Linked DNA regions of Mus musculus: regions 2 and 3 are each linked to region 1. The links are chromatin contacts, called in public HiCAR-type and promoter capture Hi-C maps. All regions are on one chromosome and are shown on one strand. The core of a region is the stretch at or near the end of the contact, and the rest is flanking DNA. Distances in the headings are between cores, read along the strand shown. Region 1 holds the start of Slc4a4 (solute carrier family 4 (anion exchanger), member 4). Region 2 holds the start of Adamts3 (a disintegrin-like and metallopeptidase (reprolysin type) with thrombospondin type 1 motif, 3). Region 3 holds the start of Npffr2 (neuropeptide FF receptor 2).

Region 1 (4,965 bases), core at 854-3,353:
CCCCCACCCTGCTCACCAGCTCTGTACCCCCTTACAGGGCAAATTCTTGCCAATCTTGATAATAAGGTGCCTCCAGGGGTTACCTATCAATTTGCATGAAGGGCATTTTGACGTATTTTGCAGCCAAGCACATGGGAAATGTGTTTCTTGGACTTTTCCTTTCTCAGACAGTCACTAAAGCTGACTATTCATGGCTGGTTCACGACTATAATGAGAAATTGCCAGCTATGTTGAAATACATAATCCACAGCATGAAAAACTGCTGATCAGCAGTGGCAAATTCTTAATACAAAAGTGATTTCTTTTTTTTGCTCATGAGCTTTGGGGTTGCTGAGTCTTGCTGTGTGTTTAGGAGTGACAGTTACTTTAAACATTAGCCTAGAGACAAAATATAATTGCTCAGGGGGGATTTAAAGATCATGTCTTGTTCCACCTTCACTTCTCAATTGCCCCTATCGCTGCCGTAGGTTTTGTAGAATGTGTGAACATGAACGTAAGCCAGAAATGACAACAGCCAAACACATGACATTAGTGCATTTTAATTTCAGACATTAGGCAACTTGGGGTGGTTCCCAGTGCTTGCTGAGTGTTGAGTAAGGGTTTTATACACACCAGCTTTCCCCAAACACAACCTCTGTATCTGCTTCTCCAACCCCAGGGGAGACACCATGTATCTTCTTTAGTTCTAGATACTGAAGAAAAGGAAAGGAAAGGAAAGGAAAGGAAAGGAAAGGAAAGGAAGAAAAATAGTGATTCTACTATTAACCTATTTTACCTCTACACCCAAAGTCCCCCTTCTCAAGCATCTTATTACCTATGTTAGAAGTGTTGGAAGCAAGAGTTAGTATGTGAAGTGACTTCTCCCGTGCTTATGTATTTGGGTGGCTCAACGGTGACTTTCACATACAAAATGCATGAACAGGAAACACAGACATGCTTGCACCATATGATATGCGGCATAAGCCCATTAAATGGCCACTCTACAGGAGTTTTCAGAACATTAGATAGTGTCTGTGCTGGCAACTGCTCACACCTTAAAGGACTGACGGCAGTCGTACTGGGCTATTGACATAATTGTGATTTGCTTGGCAAGGGGGTATTTAATTAGTTTCATCAGCATAGTAAATATGAAAGATCATTTTGCAAATGTAAGAACCTGGCTTAGATGGCTGAGGGTGTTTCCTTAATTCAGACATAAGCCACCAATGACACTCCTGTGTCCCCCAGACATTCTTTGTCAAAAAAGATGACTGGTGACTTGATATGGGCGCTGACAACACTTTCTTTACCAACACACGCCAAGTTTTGTAGAGTAGCATCCGGAATGATCTGGGCAGGCAACTTCAGGTTCTTCCCATGTGGGGGGACTGAGGCCATCTGGGTGAAAAGTTGAACCTATCTCTGGTTGCGAGAAGCCTGGCAAGGCGAGACTGCGGGGTCGGGGGCCAGATGCCCCCTCCAGCCCCGGGAGGGCGCAGCGTGCTGAGCCCCCGGCGAGGGCGGCGCAGCCAGAGGCCCCTCCCCTCCTCCGAAGCTCGGGCGGCTGACGCGGAGCGGCGGCCGGGAGCCGAGGGGGCCGGGCGGGCGCGAGCGAGGGCAGGGCAGGGGGCCGGCCGTGGCCACTCGCCGCTTTAAATATGGATCGCGGGCTCGCGCTCGCCGCACAGCTTCGGCCGCCTAGCCCATCCCCGAGCCCGGCCTCGGCTGCAGCGTCGGTTCCCGGCAGCCACACAGAGAGCCGGGCGCACACGCGGGAACTGCGGGAGGCAGAGTAGAGCGGAGCCGCCCCGCCGCCGCCGTCCCCTCCCCGAGGCCAGCACCTCTGCTCCGCGTCGCCGATCCCTCCCCGCGGGGCCGACCCTCCCGCGGCCACCCTCGCCCCTCGGCCGCCTCCCCGACGCACAGTGCGCAGCCACCCACCCGGCGCCAAAGTTGCGACCGCTGCCCCGCGCGCTCTGCGACCGGCCGCGCCAACTTCCCAGCCCACGCCGCCCGGGTCCCCGCGCTCCCCCGCCTCCCAGCCCCGGCGGCGCGCGGGGCAGAGCTTAGGTGGCGGCGGCGGCCGAGGTGGCGGCGAAAGCGGCGGCGGCGGCAGCGGCGGCGGCGGCCGCTGCAGCCTCACACTCGGTCGCCAAGCTGGAGGAGCGACGGAAGCCCGACCCCAGGAGGTGAGTGGCCCAAGCGGTGGCAGGGAGGGTCGGCCACGTCCCCATGCCTCGCCCGCGGGGTGGGCACTGGGTGGCAGTCCCGCAGGGCGCGCGGGCGGCCTCGGTGCGTCCAGGGAGGGACGCAGAGAGAGAGAGAGAGAGAGAGAGAGAGAGAGAGAGAGAGAGAGAGAGAGAGGTCAGTGGCGGGCCAGGCATCCCCTGGGCTGGGCGCCGGAGAAGTGTGGACACCGCTGCTGTTGCTGCGGAAAAAGTACTTTTTATTCTGTCTAAGCGTTCAGATGACGACTTTGGGTGGTTCTGTTTTCCCCCTACTGCATAGCCGCCTGCACGTAACCGGGCGTTGTTGCCACGACTGTGGGGCCAGTAGACGCCCGGGCTGGGCTCAAGAGCAGTGACACTGTGTTTCCTTGAGCCCGGGTGGTCGCGGTGTGGCTGGGAACCTGCTTGAGGGGGGACACACCTCCAGATCCTTAAGCTCTGGAGGTTGGGGCAATAGTGCCATCGAGGCCGTGGTCCCTACTTCACTGTCCGCTCCAGGACCGGGCACTTGCATCTCTCCCTGGCACGCCGGAGGCGGGGGTGAGTCAGGCAGATTCTCTGCAAGCGGCACACATTTATTTGCAAGGGGGTGGGGGGAGTCAGAGGTTAAACTGGGATTTCTGTGGGCTGGCGACCGTGGAGCTCTCTCTCAGGTACTGGGCAGCATGTGCATCTTGGCAAGGACAGGTGATTCCTTTCTTAAGTGCATTGCCCTCAGCCTTTGCCAGTCTGTTAAGAACAGCCACCGAGCGACAGCAACTAACTGCAGCGGGCTCCACAAAGAGGAAAGTTCTCCGAGAACAAAAGGGGAAAAGAAAACCCCTCAACTTGGGAAACGCCAAGAAAGCATGTCTGCCTTGGCTCTAGCAAGTAGAGCCCTTCTCGGTTCCCTGTAAAGGTGTAGCTTTGCCTTTCTCCACTCCTAGAGGCCCCACCTTCTCAGCAAGATTGCCTGCAGCAAGTTCTTCCAGTCTGAAGTTCAAGTGCTCAAAGCACCTTTCTCTTCCCCTTGCCACTTAACTTCTCTCTCCCTTTTCACTTCAGTGCTAGACAGACTTGCTCTGGGTGAGAACTCCCCGACGCTGGGCTGCAATAACACAGTCTCGAATCCTGGAAAGGCTCTTTCTTAAGGCGCTGCATCGAACTTCCCTTTCTTAATCAGGGACTTAGGGTTGCGATATTATCTGAATGGAAGTGTGTATTGCTCACTAGTGCCTATACTCACTGTGATTTGAAGAGATTCTCTCTGGCAGCCAGTCCTGTGCTCAGCGGCTCAAAGACTTAAAAATAAATGTTTCTAAGAACCCTGGTCCTTGTGTTTGTCACATTAGCGAAATACTTTCCAGTCATTATTGTACCTTAGACTGGGGCTATTTGTACTTCATTCAAAGGAAGCGTGCCTGCTTTGTAAAGCTTTCATAGCAGAGAAAAACTTTTACTTTCATTTTAAAGTTAAATCTAAACAGGATTCTGATCTCTCACATTAAATGGTGAAATTTAATAGTTTTTACCATATCTCCAGGTATAGGTGAGATGGTACAAAACTCCCATACCTAGGTAGGATAGGAAACTTCTGCTATGAATTCTTGAGGTATAGGGCACATATATGGATGGGGTGAGAGACAGAAAATGGGATATTTTGGTAGTGCCAGGTATATTTGAGAAAGCAGAAAGCCTCATCCCTTTCTGTCTTACAGCATGAAAATGTCAGTATCATTATCTGGTTGAGGACTATTTTTGAAGACATGCAAGGCAGGTGCACTTTTCAGGTGGCCAGAAGTATGCTCAATTTGCTGATGTGTTCCGTTTGGTTCACTTTGTCAACATAAGAGAACTCGCAGTGTATGACAACAAGTGCCATCATTTTAAACGAAGACATTTGGATTTATAGAGATACTGTATAAAAGGAAGACAGGCAACTGTAGTGGAAGGAAAAAAAAATAAAAAATGTGTTGGAAGCCAGGCAACCTTTGGGACATCTCCCAGCACACCCTGGTGGTAATCTCATTTTTCACTGAGCTCTGGCAAGTGCAATTTGAAGATTCTGATCTCTTGTTCTGATAACATGCACGATAGTCTCTAGCTCACAACTTAAAGGAAAACAGCACTTAAGGAAGGAAACACACTGGTGAATCACTGTAGGTAATCAGGTTTCCCTGCCTGCCTTTGAGGGCGCTGCAGTCCATGAGGACTGCTATTGTTAGGGGAGCCAGTCCTGGGAGAATGCACTGCTGCAGAAGTGTGGCCAGGATACTCTGTCAGCTTGTTCCCTGATGTTCCTTTTAAACGCTAGGAATAAAGGCTTAAGTCTGGATTTGATGCATAGTCAGGTCTCGGTTGGAATGAACAAGTGGAAGATGATTAAGGTTTCCAAGTTTGTTTGTTTGTTGTTTTTTTCCATTCCAAAATGGAAGAGATCAGGGTACATGACTGATTGGTCCGAGGAAGCTGTAAACAGACCACTTATCTTATTTGATGTTGCTTTTTTTAGGACAACTTGAAGACCCATGAAATTTGTTTTTAATGGAACCCTTTAGCAAAAATGAACAGTTAGAGAAGACCCAGGAACCAAATAGGACTTTACCAAACTAGATACTATGACTCTTGCATATAGGTATTTTAGGGGATAAATTCTGTTTCTTTGATATAAGGTCAGGGGTACGTTGGATACAAATATTTTTTGCTTAACTCCTCACGTTCAGACACTTAGTACATTTTGGTCATAGATGTTTGGGTCCTAACTTGAAGTCATTTCATG
Region 2 (4,965 bases), core at 1,389-3,888, 1.0 Mb after region 1:
AACAACCATCTGTAACTCCAGTTCCAGGGGATCTGACACCTCCTGGGGTCACACACATAAACAGACATAGGCAGGCAGAATGTGCCATGCACATAAAATGATGTTTAATATATGTATATAAGAATATTGATTATACCCTGGCTTTCCAATGTGGCATTCAAAACACACACAATATATTAGGAAAAACTTCAAGAAGTGATTGCTGTCTTTGGAGTAACCCTGTTACAAATCACTTACTCTGAACTTTCCTTACCAGTAAAATGGGAGTAATTAATAGCCCCCCACACACAGCACCAGGTGCGAAAGGCCTTAATAGCATCTTTACATATTCAAAAATAATTATTTTCAAGCACATGGAATTAAGAAAAAAAAAAAGTTCCCCCAAGAGCATAGACAAAGGAAACTTAAGGAAAAACAAACGAACAACAAAAACAAATGTGAATTTTCTCTTCATCTTTTTCCCTTTATCCTAGCATCCTGACAACCGTCTTCAGTTATAACTAAATTTGTTTCTCCTTATGTTACACAAGTTGAGGGTCTAACTTTATACATCTCTGGTGTTCCGACCCCACTGTAACTCTCCCAGGGCATAGCAGCAGCTTGCACCCAGTCAGTAATAAATTGATGCTCCAGAAGTGGAAGGCTATTGATGCCACTATAACTTAGCCCGAGGAACATACGACCCACCCACGGAAAGCAGAAGAGTAGAAATGATTCCAAGACTATCCATTATTTTAACCACTCATTAGAAAACTTTCAGAAACAGTTCTTTTGCTTGGCCTTAACTTTGTTCTCAGCTCACAGCTAGGATAAGAGTGACATTTGAGAAGGAGGCTTACCTATTTGCACCATTTCGTCAGTACCAGCCTGGAAAGGAGGGGTGGGGAGCAAGAAAAAGAAACGGTTACTGGGTTTCATCTTATCTCGCTGCTTGGTTATTTCTACCATCAGTGCTTTGGGGGGACTGGCTAATCAGGAGACCCAGAGACTGGAATTGCTGCCTGAAGCCTGACCCCCGGTTGTTCCTAGAAGGCTCTTGTGACAGGAACATGAGCCAATTCTATGACTATGTGAGAGAGGGACTTGTTGGCCAGCTTTAATTTTAGTATCTGTGAAGAGAGTAAAATAGTGACCCTCAATGGCCTCTTTGGAAAACTCCAATACTAAGTCACACGAATCAGGAAGGGGGGGGGGGGGCTGGGGGCGTAGTCTACATTTCACCAGGTGAGAAGTGGCCTGAATCCTAAGAATCAACTAGAGAAATGCCCCAGTCTTAAAGTCCCGTGGTCAGACCAAGCAAACCAGAGAGGCTACAAAAACTCACAGAAAAAGCATGCACTGAGAGCCCACCGCTCCAGTGTGGGTGTGATTTATTACAAAAGGCTCCCCAGCCTGAGCCTCCTTCAAGGGCCCTTCTGAGAACGTCAGCTTCACCTTGAGTCTCCACAGGGTGGGGGCAGGGCCGAAAGGCACCAGAGCTGCACTCAATTTAGCTTTAAAAAGAGGAGGAGTTCTGCAGAGGGGGAGGGGAAGAGGCGGCAGACGCCTCCAGCTCTGGCTGCCCGCGGAAAAGGCGAGGGCAGGAAACGTCCCAGGCCCTCCCCAACTGTCAAACTGCAGCCCAGCCCCAGTCCTCCCAGGACACGTGTCTGCTGGGTAGCTCCGGGTCCTGCCTGGCGACTTCTTGAAACCTCTTATCCCTGGCCGCCCGCAGGAGCAGGGAGTCAGGAAGAGGGAGAGCCTGTGGGCTCCGGGATCCACAACCCTAACTTCGCCAGAGCGCCCGAAACGCCCTCGCGAAAGGGGGGGACAGCCTGATAGCCCCGCTAGGATGAGATCTGACTGCAGTCTCACACCTGGTTCGCTCCTGGTCGCCGCGGGCTAGGGGATCCCCAAGTGTGATGAACCTAGGCTCCCGGGGGATGGCTGTCCAACCTCCGGTGCAGTGAGCCCCCCAGGCCCCAGCCCCGCGCAGCGCCCAGCCCTCCACGCGCCGCCTCGGAACGCAGAAGATGCCCCAGAAGGGTGGCAGGAGGGGAGGAAGGGAGAGTGAAAGGGACGGAGGGGAGGAACTCTGTCGGGAAAAGGTTGGGTTTGAGTTTTTTTTATTATTATTTTCCACTTACTTGTCCATCAGCTGATGTCCTAACCTCTACCAGAGAGGCTGCTATCAACCAAAGTGACAGGAACACCATCACGAGTCGAGTGTACTTCGCAACTACTGGGCAAAGCAGCTACCCCAGCGCAAAGCACCCCAAAATAAGTTTCCTTTAAAAGCGCAAAGAAAATGGAAGGAGTGGGGGGCGTGCAGAGCTTTTAAAAAATTATCTTGGGCTTTGCTCAATGAAAAGGCAACGTGAGCTGTGCGCCTGGCCCCGTGCCCTGTCGGTCCTTTCCACTTCACCTTCTCACCCTGTCCTCCCAAGCCGACAGTGAGGGAGCCAGAGGTGCTGCGAGCCGGGCAGAGGCTGACCCGAGCGGGGGAAGGGACCGGGGCGTCCCACTCTCTACCCCGGAGCTGCTTTTGCGAGGCTCTCGGAGCACCGTGGGCCGCCTAGGCTAAGCACGGAGACGGCTCGGGTCCCGGGAGCGCAGCGGCGGGGAGAAGTGGGAGCCGGAGCCCAGCGAGCGGGAGAAAGAGGCAGCGCGAGCCCTGGATCCTCCGCCGCACACGCAGTGGGGGCGGGAGGACGAGGGGAGGAGGCGGCCGCCTAGGAGGAGGGAGGAGTGGGCCGCTCGCCCGCTCCGGTTGCTTGCGGGCCCCGGGCGTCTGCTCTCTGCCCGCGACCCGCCGGGCGCTAAAAAGGCGACCGTGTCACCCCCTCCCTCCTCCGGACGGCCCCTCCCGCCGCGCGCCCACGTCACCCGGGGCCCGCGCCCCCCGGCGTAGGGTCAGAACTCGCACCGTCCCAGGGGCTGCGAAAGCGCCGCCTGGACCCCGCATCCCCTTGGTCTCCGTGATGGGACGAGGGGCGGGGAGGGTCCCAGGCGCGCCTCCCAGCCCGACTGGAGGAGGGAGGGGGAGGGTCCGCTCACCAGACCTGGGCTGGATGAAATCACCTCCTCCAGCCAATCTCATCCCCACCCCCCACCCCACCCCACCCAGGCAGAGTAAAGTCTCCTGAGAGAATCCCAAGGACCCAAGGACGTGGGGGATTTTCCCCTTCAGACACTCGTCCCCTCCCAGGCTTGTATGGGCCCGGGAAAGCGGGGGGCCTCTCTCAGCAAAGCTCTTGTTTATGCTTTATTCGTTTATATTAGTTTTCAAAGATACCGCGTTCCCTTTCTTGACTCAACCGGATGTTTCCGTTTATCACTAGAGTACACAGGCCTCGGGGTCTCTTGCTTACACCCAGATTAAGTTATCTAGTGGCTTCTGCGGTTTGCAGTTTTCTGGGATTAAAAGACAGCGACCTGGGAGTTGCTGGAATCCCAGACCTACCTCCCTGGGGTAGACCAGGGTGGCCTGGGGGTTGGGGTGGGGGGAGGTGAGGAGGGAGTTCTCCTATCCTGGAGGACCACCCTCACCCAAGATCAGACCAGAGATTAATGAGGCTCACATTGAGGTGGGATTTTCGAAACTTCACCCAGAGATAGGGAAGTGGAGTCAGGTCTTGTTGGGGCAATCCTGTCAAGGTGTGGTTAGTTTTGAATTTTGTTATATGACTTCATAAATTGTTTATTCCTAGAGAGCTAAAGGAAAGGCCATCATCTGGTTTATACATTGCACTACGCTCATTGCTGTGTTGCCTCTGTCTTGTCGAAATTCTATACGGAGGACATTTACAGGAACGTATAGGAAGTGCCCTCATCTAGCAACAGAGTATATTAGGTTAATTAGTTAATTATTGCTTAGAAATAGGATTAGACCCTCAGGACTGAAGGACCTCTAAATTGACTTTTCCCTTCAACTGCAACCTGCAGCATCGTGGGCTGTCCTCGACTTGAGGTCTAGGCATGAACTTCCTAACCTTTAAAGCAAATACGCCTCAGCGTGGCATAACTTAAAAACTTGACCATTGTATACAGGCAGGTCAAAGGACAATGGAGGACAAACAGACCTGGGTTCTAGGACCCTCCCTTCCCAACAGCTATCTAACTTTGGCAGGTCCTGGAACGCCATTTTTATTTCTTCCCATTTTAGGTATTTCTGTTTGAGAGCTTTTTCTAAAGCTCTCTGACCTCAAGTGTTGACAAATAATGTATTGCTCTTGCCTCTAGAGTGGTGTTTGTTGTCTGTCACTGAATGCTTTTTTTGTACAACAAGCAATTCAGGGAACTTTCAGGAAAATATGCTTCAGACCGTTTGGCCTTAACTCCGTGTGTGTGTGTGTGTGTGTGTGTGTGTGTGTGTGTGTGTGTGTGTGTGTGTGTGTTGTTAGTGTCGATCATTTGGAATTCCATTATTTGGTTTTGCCTGCCCTGCCTAGAACAACTCTGGTGTTTTCTGTCTGTTCCTTTTTCCTTTTCTCTAAGTTCTGTTTGGACTCCCTCGATTTCCCAACTCCTGAGTCATTCAGGACCTTCACTCTGACAAACTCTGATTTAAGCACATGCCAGAAGATCTTTGTTTATCTGATTCAAAGGTGAGCTCTGATTAACAAGATTCTCCCAACATAATCCAAGGTAGGGCTTCACAAACTATTCCCTGGTTTGTTTTGTGTGTGTGTGTGTGTGTGTGTGTGTGTGTGTGTGTGTGCGTGTGTGTGTGTGTGTGTTTTACAAATCTACCAGTCAACTAAAGTTTGTGAAATAAGCATAAAAAGAAAATGATTTTTTTTATTCCCCACTTCCTAGGGACATCATAAAAATCACATGACTTTACTGTAAACTGCCTAGCACATTATTTAGAACATGGTAAGGTCTTACATTTATATTTAGGTAACATGAGGGCATTCCTGCAAATAGTTTACTGGAGTTAGTAAATTTTTGTCACAAATTGACCCTTCCAGCCTGCCTGGAATG
Region 3 (4,965 bases), core at 1,395-3,894, 640 kb after region 1:
CAGAGCAGATAGTAAGATCATGAAAGAGCTGCTGAATGAGCTTTGTGAGGGCTGCGAGCTGGTGTTTACATGTGCTGAATTTGGGGTGATGTTGAGCTAGACATTGGCCATGTCAAGAAAGAGACCCTTGTGCAGAGTAGATGTCCTTTACAGAGAGGTACGGTGGTGAGATCTGGGCATGCTTTCATATGCTTACTGGAGGCTACTGATACGATGAGAATGGTCAGAAAGTTAGTATAGAATTAGGAGAGAGAGAAGCAAGCCTGGCACCCCACCGGGCTGTAAAGGAGCTTTTGGATTACAAAAAGGTCATGAAGGAAACAGGAAAAAAAAAAAAGCCAAAGGATAGAAATGGAGTTTTCAGAGATTCAGAGTGAAAATCAAACTGGCTAAGAAAGCCTGACGTGAAAAATGCCCATTGCATTTATCAACAATCGAGCTAAGCGATCATCCCCACAGGATCGTTCCTTAGAGGGTCAAACTGTTGGCTGGAGCAGGTGAATATTCGACAAGGGAGTGAGGTAAGGAACCATGAACCACAGAATAGACTGCGCTTACTGAGGGACAAGGGGAGAGGCTAGAAGCAAAGCTGGAAGCCCTGGAGATGGGGAGGCAAAGTGGCTAAAGTGGCCAGTGGGGTGCATAGGATGGCACAGCCAGGGATGTTTCCATCACAGACCCGCCTGCTTCTCCGACATGCTCTATGGTTTCCAGTGGGGGTTCCTGGGGCACATCTTGTACTGCGTTGCTGTATAAAATACACAAGCTGACTCACTGCTGATCTGATTATTATGTATGGTGGACAGTTTTTACAGTTTGAAATGAAATTCCTGGAAGCTAAACATTGCTCACAGTCTTATCAAAACCTGGTTGTTGGTGCGGTTCACTTTGGGGGAGCTTCAGTTTTTGGCAGTACAGGGATTTGTGTGGAATGGCCCACCTTTTCTTCCAGTTTATCAGCTTTTATATCTCAGCATGCTCAGACTGACAAATCATCTCTCCCAGTTTCATTCCTTTTCGATGTTAACTCTCCAGAGACCTGCCTCCTCTCAGCTATCTATCTGCCTTTTAGTCCTGGTATAGCTGCCAGTTCCTCCAAAAGCTTTTAAATTCTCTCAGACCCTGATCTTGAACTTGTAAAGTCTTACTTATTTCTACCTGGACTCTCAATTTACTCACAATTGGGATGTAAACACACACACACACACACACACACACACACACAGAGAGAGAGAGAGAGAGAGAGAGAGAGAGAGAGAGAGAGAGAGAGAGAGAGAAAGAGAAACACACACACAGAAATACACACACACACACATACACAGAAATACACACAGGGCATGCAAAGAGAGAGCGATGGGGGGGCAAAGAGGGAGGGAGGAAGGGAGGACTGGAGAGAGAGAGAGAGAGAGAGAGAGAGAGAGAGAGAGAGAGAGAGAGAGAGAGAAGACTATTACTCCCCAACCAAGTATTCCTTTACTGGCAGCCTCTAGTGTGATTGAAACGCCACCCCCATGATCTTGCACAAAAGCCGTGGTGCTTTGTGGATGGAGAATTCCCTATGGCTTCTCATAGCTGTTAGTGTCTTACCCGGACCAGACTCGCATCCTTGATCCCCTTGATCCCCTTGATCGTACCCTTGCCACTCCTTGAAAGAGTCTTTAACTTTTTCATTCACCCTGTGAATCTCTGAATTAATACATCCTATTTTAAGCGTGACTTCTCTTAGTCATTTGCAACTTCGAAGAAATTGTGTTAGCGTCACCGCAGGGCTCTCCTTGTCCCTATTGGTGGCTATGAGAATCCACACTTCCAGAACCTCAGTGAGGTCTTTCAAGCTACGAGGACAAAGAGAGCAGTGGAGGTGAGGATTCATTTGTAATCTAAAATGGAATTCTCGCTGTTATGAGAACTTAACAAAAATCAACGAATGATTAATATGTACCACGACCATTCTGGCATACTTAAGGGTGGCTATCCGTTTAGTTCTTAAAGAACCTACTAAGATTATCACCAGTTGTCTTTTTGCAGCAAAAAGAAACAGACACCTAGAGGATTAAACAAGGCAAGCCTTCCCAGGAGGCAGTAATCAGAGCAGCTTCCCTTCTTTTGCAGCGCAGAGATTCTGAATTCACAAGCTACCCAGCCGCCCCTAAGCAGGCTGAGAGTAGCTGCGCTGTGACTAACCAGCAGCTGACCGACCAGTGCAGTTCTGAGAGTGCAGCAAGAGCGGAGAGTGCAGAGCCCGCCGGCGTCAGCCCCGCTGCAGAGGGAAGTGGCTAGCCAGTCGCACCTAGGTCACCTGGTAGAGCAGAGCCCGCGAACCAGACAGAACCTGTTGCTCAGGCTCCGCTTGGCTTCTGCTTTCAACAGGGTTGGGAATCTGTCCTTGCCCAGGAACAGGTGAGGGCACGGGGGAGACTGCCTGGGCTCTTGGCATGGGTGGGATTTCCCTTCTCAGGGTCACCACTAGTCTCCGTGACATGAATTCTCCGTTTTACTCTTGGCCTTTCCCTAGAGCCTTTTAGGCTCCTTGAGCTCTCTGGATACTATCCCAGGAGCTTTGGTCTGGTCCCAGGCCAAAGTTTATCCTGGGGGTTTCCCTGCGCTGCTCCGCCCCTCCCCCTGGGCGTCTGAGTTCTTCAGAGAGATGGGACCTGGCTAGGATGGCGAATGGCGGTTCTTTCTCATCCTCGAAGTTCCCCAACCTCTCTCCAGGTGAACACTGGCAAACTTGTTGAATCTCCTTAGGAAGGTAAGTGGATCTCCTTGGAGATGCTAACAAAAATGTCCTTCGCAGTTCCTTTGCTTCACCAAGATGATGCTTAGCAGTGGTCTTTCTGGACCAGGCTTGGTTTGTGTGGCTGGGTTCGCCAGGAAAACTATAATGTGCGCAGGACAACACACGGGGCTAAGTGAAGACATTGATGGGATTTCTTTTGTGTCAAATCAGCAAGCAGTGCAGTGCAGTCCTGGGACCTTGAGGGGTCTGGTAATGAAGTAGAGGAAAACACTCTCCTGTAATTAGAACCAAGGCACAAAAATACATTTACTTCTCATTTCTCTCCAGCCAGGATGGCGATATTTCAAACATTCATTTTAAACAATATTAAATATAACGTGAACAATGAAAGGGTTTCTTTTAAATCAAGATATTCAAATTTCTTTGAGCGGAGTATCTGAATTTTCTTTATAGCACATATCTAAGCCATTTGCAATTGATAAGGAGAAAGGATGAACAAATCAATGTGTGAAGAGCTGTGAAGGATATATTTTTGTTTCTTGCTTGAACCAATTGAAAATAAGTTGGGAAAAAGTAATAACATCATAAGTTACAGCTGAATCTGCAACATTTCCATAGAATGCTCAAAGATAAGATTTATCAATAGCACAATTGAGTGGCCACAGCGTGCAAACTTTAAGTTTTCCTCTTAAGAACTGTTGCAAGCCAGGCGTGATGGTGCACGCCTTTAATCCCAGCAGTCAGGAGGCAGAGGCAGGTAGATTTCTGAGTTCGAGGCCAGCCTGGTCTACAAAGTGAGTTCCAGGACAGCCAGGGCTATACAGAGAAACCCTGTCTCGAAAAAAAAAACCAAAAAAAAAAAAAAAAAAAAAAAAGAAAAGAAAAGAAAAGAAAAGAACTGTTGCAGATGCCTGATTTAATAAAATATCGCCATCACTGCACACTTCGTTATCTTGAAAGGCACGTGTTACTATTAAAACTTGGGTGTTATTAACCTGAAATGTGTAGAGTATACAGATTCAAATTCACCAGACACAAATTCACCCTAAGCCAGCAAGCAGTTTGTGCCTGGAGAACTTACTGCAGTGTGCTGCAGTTGTTATTGAACTTGGATTCTGGAGTGGGGTTGGGGAGGCAAGCTTGCAAATGCCTCTGCGTCGCAATAAGGATTTCCAGCTGCATTTCAGACACCGACTAAGAACTTAGTTTCTATAAGCCTCAGAAACCAGCAATTGTTTATTTTGTAGCATGCTTCTTTAATTGAGAGGTGGAATGGATTTTGGGTGAACACTGTCATGCATGTTTGAAAACATTGAATAGTATTAGCAGTCTTAGCAGATTATACCCTGGACAATTCCATGCTTAATATTAATTTGATGATAACAGCTGATTTATTTTCTTTTCTGTTTGTGTTTGCTTTTTAAACTCTAGCATTGTGGGATTAAAAATGGCTCTTGAGAGACTTTTTTTCTAGCTGCCCTGAAATTGAATATTAAGGACTCAAGAAACCCCTCAACCCTTGCCATGGGTTACAGGGGTCGCAGCAGATAGAGTTTCACATCCTTCCTGTGGCTTGTAGAGCCTGAAGCACACACTTCCAAGCCTAGAGACAAGCTCTCTCACTTCAGTCTCACACACGGCCCCTGCCCCGCCCCCTGCCCATTACTTTCTGCCTCAAGCAAGTAATTTGCTGTCTCTAGTGCTGTTTAAAACACACAAGGAGGTTAGACTCAGACCACTACAGTCCTTTTAGGCTTTAGAAGTCCTTGGTTTTCCCTGGGAGAAAGGCAGAGATTATAGAATAAGAGGGCTTCTCTGACCTCGCCTTGCCACTGAAGAGGCAATGCCCTCGGGGAGGTCCTAGAAGTCATTAGTTTCTTTATAGAATGGTCCGTTGGGAAGATCTAATAGGGTGATCTATCTGGCTGCAGCCTCTGGTACAAGTCAGATGCATTGTGATCTTCTCCAGAGAGCCAATCTCTGACAAATCAGAGGAGATCTCAGCCTCTGGCAAAATGGAGAGGTGTTCCTCCAGGGACTGGGGGCTCTTGACCAGGACAGCCACTACCATAGAGTGTACACTGGGTCCCAGAAAAGAGCAAGCCAGAGCCTCTTTGTGTTGAGTGTGTATTTATTAACACTTTGCCCAGGAGTTCCTCCCCCACCTTCCACACATAAAAAAGCCACCGTGGCTCTGGAAAGCACAAATATTAAATGTATTTCAC

Evidence for each region. Promoter capture Hi-C pulls out the DNA fragments that hold promoters and counts their contacts. HiCAR-type assays count read pairs that join an accessible place to other places.
Region 2: a contact with region 1 is called in a HiCAR-type map of astrocytes, with 2.1 times the contacts expected there. The contact joins the promoter of Adamts3 here to the promoter of Slc4a4 in region 1. A contact is called at or near these places in 1 of 39 promoter capture datasets (hippocampal neurons) and 1 of 115 datasets of contacts at active chromatin or transcription factors (astrocytes).
Region 3: a promoter capture Hi-C map of embryonic stem cells shows a contact between it and region 1, with 3 times the contacts expected there. The contact joins the promoter of Npffr2 here to the promoter of Slc4a4 in region 1. A contact is called at or near these places in 7 of 39 promoter capture datasets (cranial neural crest, embryonic stem cells, liver and 1 more), 2 of 115 datasets of contacts at active chromatin or transcription factors (both in embryonic stem cells) and 1 of 9 other capture datasets (embryonic stem cells).

The regions. Positions count from the first base shown.
Region 1 is chr5:88,885,157-88,890,121 of GRCm38.p6, forward strand. Slc4a4 (solute carrier family 4 (anion exchanger), member 4) reads left to right here and starts at 2,104. Exons shown (of 27, transcript NM_001359211.1): 1 at 2,104-2,168.
Region 2 is chr5:89,880,696-89,885,660 of GRCm38.p6, forward strand. Adamts3 (a disintegrin-like and metallopeptidase (reprolysin type) with thrombospondin type 1 motif, 3) reads right to left here and starts at 2,639. Exons shown (of 22, transcript NM_001081401.2): 1 at 2,127-2,639; 2 at 840-867. The coding sequence starts at 2,195.
Region 3 is chr5:89,524,785-89,529,749 of GRCm38.p6, forward strand. Npffr2 (neuropeptide FF receptor 2) reads left to right here and starts at 2,645. Exons shown (of 4, transcript NM_133192.3): 1 at 2,645-2,752.